Linked DNA regions of Sus scrofa: region 2 is linked to region 1. The links are chromatin contacts, called in public Hi-C maps. All regions are on one chromosome and are shown on one strand. Each heading gives the region's core, a stretch centred on a gene start, on an enhancer-like site or on the middle of the called end of the contact. The rest is flanking DNA. Distances are from core to core; before and after follow the strand shown.

Region 1 (3,070 bases), core at 407-2,906:
CCCCTTAAGAATGTCCAGATTTGCCTGAAAAAATAGATCATATTTCCATGACTATGACCAAACACAACTTTGGAAAGCTCACTGAAAGTAAACCATCCTGGAAGACATGGAATGGTCATTGTTTTCCAAGAAAGGCAAGATGTTCCTGCACACAGACACCAAGCTGGTCTTAGGAGCCTGGCCCTTCACATAAACCTGCTGTGTGGACAGTCTCTACCTTTCACCTCACACATGGGAACAGACTAGGGAATAAAAATAAGGTCACTTACCATTTGAGGTAAAAGGTTTTATTCAAAACTGCCACATAAATTCATCCAGAAAAGTATATTCCCTCTTTTTTTCACATTTCATTTTATTTTAAGGTATTCAAGGATTTAGAGGGATTCTGGACTTGTAATATGCACGTCGTAAGCCTCTGGAAGAGCCTGTGAAAGACTCGGATCTAAAATATCATTTCCTAGAGACGGTGTTTTCTGTAGCTGGGTTCAGTGAAATTTGCACTAGCAAAGTCACTGCATTTCATCTTTATCTCGTGAATAAAAACAAGTACTCTTGTTTATTGATTTTTTTAAGTCTTGGAAGCAAAATGTTGTTCATGGAGCAAGTCTGAAACCAGGAGATAAAAAAATCTTGGTTTGAGCCCCAGGTGATTACTTTAACCAGAGGTGGGCAAGGTGGGGGAGACCCAAGCTTATCCAACCACTGCAGAGGGCTGATGTCTGTCTGGTCAATGGAACTGGGAGCTATTACACTTGAAAAGCAACAAAGACCAATATAAGATCTTTGTTTAAAAAAACCATATTTAAAATTCATTTTGAATGCCTTTACTTCAATAGTCAAACTTGGGGGAGCAGGGCAGGCCTAAGTATGGAGACTCGCTATTATACAGCTCTTAGAATCCATGCTCAAAGTCCTTCACTGGTACAACTCTCTCTGAATGAAGTCCCATAGGGTTGAACCCTTATTAAGATCTCTAATATGAGAAGAATTACAGCAAGGTTACAATGTAATTAACCTGAGTTATCTTTCAAAATTCTTGCTGATATATATTCTGTCACTTCAGACTATGCTCATGCTGTGATTTTTTTTAAATGAGCAAAGAAAGAGGTTTTCATATTCATTCTAACTTAAAGGATAAAGGAATGCATGCATCTAACAAAAAGAGTTGGTTGGTACTTTCTATTATTTTCTAATATTATTTTTACAAGTTATTATTTTAGGTGATTCTGTGTGGCAAAACCTTATTCTGCCCACTTCCAGAGTCTGCAAAAAGTCTGTGATTCTTATTTAAGGCTCATGGTGATTCCCTTCGCTGCTTAGAAGGGAAAAAAAAGTAAAGTGGGGCTATTATTCTGTGTTTATAACAAGTCTATTACCATAGTAACGACTGTGATGTCACAAACCCTACGCCAAGGGGCAGATTCTGTCTCTGAGGGGGGAAGGGCAGCTTAGCTTTGGAAATCAGATGAAGCTGGATGCAAACATGTGCAGCCAGAGCAGGGTCAATGCATGTGGTAACCACCAAAGCACAAGGAGTTCCCCTTCTCTGACAGAAAGGGGGCACAGGAGCAGACAGGCAGTTCCCCAGGCCCAGGAATAAGCTACACCCACACTTCTGTCTGCAGCTGTGCAAAAGGAGAATGGAAATCCAAATGAGTATGGTATCACCGTGTTCCGATCACGAGTATTCCACTGGGCCCACTGGCTGCCAGACGTGGACAGGATCCAGGGGTGAGCCTGCCTGAGCACATGAAACACTCTCTGGAGCTAGTGCCTGACCAGATGGAGCCCTCTGGCACCTCAGAGGAAAAGCAACTTGTCTCTGATGGCAAGACGTTAAAACCAAGCTTGGGTTTTGCTACGAATAGGTTATCCAGGTTCACAGAACCACAGATACTCAGAATCAGAGAACTCATCATGTCTCCCTAAGGATGTAGACTTGAAAAAAATAACCTTTTGCAGGAACAAGCTGCATCCCCTGTCACTAGAAAATCTGAAGTAGCAGGATAATAAGTATTCTTATTCTGATACAGTCTATGTAAGTTTTGTGTAAATATGCAGAAAAGGCAACTTTATATTAAAAAGAACCCTGGGAGTTCCCGTCGTGGCTCGGTTAACAAATCCGACTAGGAACCATAAGGTTTTGGGTTCGATCCCTGGCCTTGCTCAGTGGGTTAAGGAACCGGCGTTGCCATGAGCTGTGGTGTAGGTTGCAGATGTGGCTCGGATCCTGCGTTGCTGTGGCTCTGGCGGAGGCCAGCGGCTATAGCTCCGACTGGACCCCTAGCCTGGGAACCTCCATATGCCGCAGGAGCGGCCCTAGAAATGGCAAAAAAGACCAAAAAAAAGTAATAATAATAAAAACATAAAATAAAATAAAAAGAACACTGGGTTAGGAGTCAGAAGACATTAGCACTAGTCTTGACTGAAGTACTTAGAAGCGACCTGACCTTGAGAAAGCCATTTAACCTATTTGAGCTTCAGTTCTTTATTCAATGATATCTAAAATGCTATCTCCCAGGGTTATTATAAAGACCAAATTAAAAAAATAATAAATTTGAATGAGTTTCACAAACTATAAAGGGTTTAACACAAACAAAAGTATTATCAGCATTTTCACATAGCTGGTTTACAGTACAACAGGAATAATTTGACCACTAATAGCTATTTCCTCACCAGAAATCCAAAGCATACATGCAGTCCTTGTCATCCCTGTCCCAAGAGGTGGACGGACACATGCATGACACAGTCAACTCTATTCAGGGGCTGATTATCAAGGAGGCTTTTTTTTGGTCTTTTTACAGCCGCACCTGCAGCATATGGAAGTTCCCAGGCTAGGGGTTAAATCGGAGCTGCAGCTGCCAGCCTACACCACAGCCACGGCAAGGCAGGATCTGAGCCACATCTGTGACTTACACTGCAGCTCGTGGCAATGCTGGATCCTTAACTCACTGAGCGAGGCCAGGGATCAAACCAGCATCTTCACAGAGACTAGGTCAGGTCCTTAACCCACTGGGCCACAAAGGGAATTGCTCAAGAAGCCTTTTGCTTCTAGCCACTGTATCACTTA
Region 2 (2,837 bases), core at 107-2,606, 260 kb before region 1:
TTCACCCCAATAAGGTGATGAGCAGGGAGTCTTAAGACTGAGATATATTTCAACATCAACTGAGTTCTGTGTTTTTGAAAGAGGAGCCATGAAGAAAATTGGTTCCTGCCATTTCTATTGCTCAGGAACCAAAGCCTCTTCAACCCTTGGATCTGGCCAGCGAGGACATCATAAATAACCCCAGCAGTGGAAAAAAAAAAAAAAGCCTTCATTTCTTTCCATGAGTTTATAAATCAGTATGTTACTCAGTTATCCCCTGACTTCATCTAATATTTTTCTCCATCACTCCACCATTGGGGATAGCGTTCTGCAGGAAAAACTTACATTCTGAAGTGTGAATTTCATCCTCTTCCAATATGGAAAAGCAGGCTCAGAGGAGGAAGAGGGAGCAGTCACTGCCAGCTTTCTGCTTGGAAACATGCCATGGAAAGGCATCCGGGAAGAATCTCGTTGGAAGATGACTCTGTCAGGCCAGATCCAGAGTTTACGGCAGGCAGCTCATGCAGGAGACTCCAGTGATCCACTAGGAGAGGTTCCTTCTCCTCCTCAGTCTGAAGGAAGCTCTGTGACACAGCTGCAGTGGAAAGTTGAACCCCAACAACCGTACCCCTGGGTACCTGGGACCTTTCGATTTGCAAATCAATTTGTCACCTTTGAGCCACAGAATGACCCCGTAACTATTGCCATGTGAAAAATGGGGAATGTGGCGTTTTACAGATGGGGAAGCAAACCCAGACCCAGAATTCACATCTAGTAAGCAAACGAGTCAGAACTCCTGTCCAGATGTTCTAAAAATAGCTGTCCGGGCTCTTCAGTCTCCACATTCTGTACCTCATTGTTTTCTGGGCGTATTCCCCTGCGATCCCACCTGCCTCGATCTCTTCAAGCTGCGGGTTGGTCAATCAGTCCCCAAGGGCCGCTTTATTCACCCGAAGGCAGAGAGAGGATGTGGTTAGTCTACTGGAAAGATCGAGGGAGGGGCTTTTGGTAACTTAACCTTTGTGCCCCTACAAAAGTGAAAGGAATTTTAAAGCGCAGCCAACAACAAACACCTTCTCTGAGTGCTGGGCGTTCCTCGCAGAGCTGCTCACGGAGCGGGCACCTGGCCAGCCCACTGCTGCCACCTTGTGGTCAAGAAACAGAGCGCCTGTCCATTTCCCTTCGGAATCACACCAAGAAAGGAAGCTGAATGCTAGGACCAGAGCGATCTTTCTTCTGTCCTTCTCGGGTTCCCCTGACAACCCCTTCCTCTGAACCCTCGGTGCCAGGGCTGCTTAGGGGCTGGTGTAACCCTCAGTGGGTGACTTCAGAGCTTCCTCAGGCCTGGGCTGCCCAGCTCCTGCCAAGTCACAGCAGCGGTCACAGGGCCCTGTAGGTGGCACCTGCTGCCCAAGGCAGTAACCAGCACACATGGCACTCACCAACCGACAGACGAAACAAGGGTTTGATCGTAAAAATAGGCCAGAACCGGACACCGGAAAGCTGGATCTGCTTGGGACCCTGTGTCTGCTGGGGCAAACCATGAGCATCAGAAGTGGGCAGAAGACACACTGCTGGAAATAGAGCTTCTGGCAGATGGCCTCTAGTGACAAACACTGTGGCAAATTTAGAGGCAGAAGTCATTGGGGGACTTGTTCCCATGTCAGCAAGAAAACACTTCAAATTCTCAGGAGACAGTAAAGTAATAGGAAAGGGGTGCCTTTTGATTATCTGTTGGCACATGCTTCTAGTGGAGGCATCTAAGTCTGGAGAGTCCATCAGTGTTTTAAGATGTAGTGTGCAATGATTTTAGATCAAGGTATTTTTAATAAATATTCATCATAGTAATCAACTGTGTGGTTGTGTGATTCACTTAATAAGAATTTCAGACAGTTCTATTTCAAAGCACCATTACACTCTGTAGCTATGGGTCCTGAAGTAGATCATTTAAACTCTAGCTCCTGTTTCCCTACCTATAAAATGAAAAGACTGAATAAATCTGTATTTCTTAAAATGTGGCTTGTGAACATAGGTACATCTGAGTCACATGGTCTTATTAAAAACCCAGATTTTGATATTACTGCTCTGAGGTCTGATAGTCTGCACTTTAGTCCATTCTTCAGGTGATTCTTATGCACAGATCAAGTAACTCCCTAAACAAGGTGAGGTGGGATCCAAGATTTATGGAGATCTATATGCACCAGGCACATAGTAGATCTTTTCCTTCAAAGAGCCCACAGTCCTGCTTGGAACATAGCTGAGTGAACAAAAGCTCTAGCAAAGGACAACAAATGCGGTGGGGGAAAGAGGAGAGAGTGAGTGATGGCTGCGGGCTTCATCCCTGAGGGCTTCTTGGAGGCGGTGACACTGAAGTTGTCTGAAAAGATGAGGTGACCAGGTGCAGAGAGGGTGCTGCTGACAGAAGTCAGGAGGGGCCCCGCGGGCCTTGTGAGCAGCATGTGACTTTCCGTCCAGTCCTAGGATCCGCGGGGACCTTTAGAGCTCCGAAGCCCCACCCCCACAGTGAGGCCAGCATCTGTAAGAGGAGAGGAACACGCGAAGGATCAGCTTGACGTTTTCATTTGATCCAAAAATGGATCCAAAGCTCTGGTAATCTCATCCTCTCCTTCCAAAGCAAGGAGAGGTCAAGTCCTCACGGAGGGAGTGCCCAGCCCCACACGTGGGAGAGCCCTGGGAGCTTCCGAAAGCCTGGGATTCTGCATCAGCTCATTACTTTCTTAAGAAAGGAGGTTTAAATAGCCTCTTTTTCTCCTTATTTCTCTTTCTCTGTTCCCCCTTTTCCTTTCAATTTCCTTCACTCTCTAATATTTAAAACTTTACTTTCTGGAGTTTTTGGA

Evidence for each region. A called contact is a pair of places that touch in the nucleus more often than the background predicts.
Region 2: a Hi-C map of skeletal muscle shows a contact between it and region 1, with 4 times the contacts expected there. The contact joins two enhancer-like sites. A contact is called at or near these places in 2 of 47 Hi-C or Micro-C datasets (embryonic fibroblasts and skeletal muscle).

Annotation. Positions count from the first base shown.
Region 1 is chr1:73,570,742-73,573,811 of Sscrofa11.1, reverse strand. All of the region lies in intron 3 of SOBP (sine oculis-binding protein homolog), which reads right to left. Among named protein-coding and RNA genes, the nearest start is that of SOBP, 22 kb to the right of the region's middle. Within about 2 kb of position 1,656, at least 6 of the 83 cell types and tissues checked have an H3K27ac peak or open chromatin away from gene starts, as enhancers often do. A contact at or near this core is called in skeletal muscle, where this site is marked.
Region 2 is chr1:73,826,065-73,828,901 of Sscrofa11.1, reverse strand. All of the region lies in intron 1 of LOC102159995 (a long non-coding RNA gene), which reads left to right. Among named protein-coding and RNA genes, the nearest start is that of SCML4, 160 kb to the left of the region's middle. Within about 2 kb of position 1,356, at least 25 of the 83 cell types and tissues checked have an H3K27ac peak or open chromatin away from gene starts, as enhancers often do. A contact at or near this core is called in skeletal muscle, where this site is marked.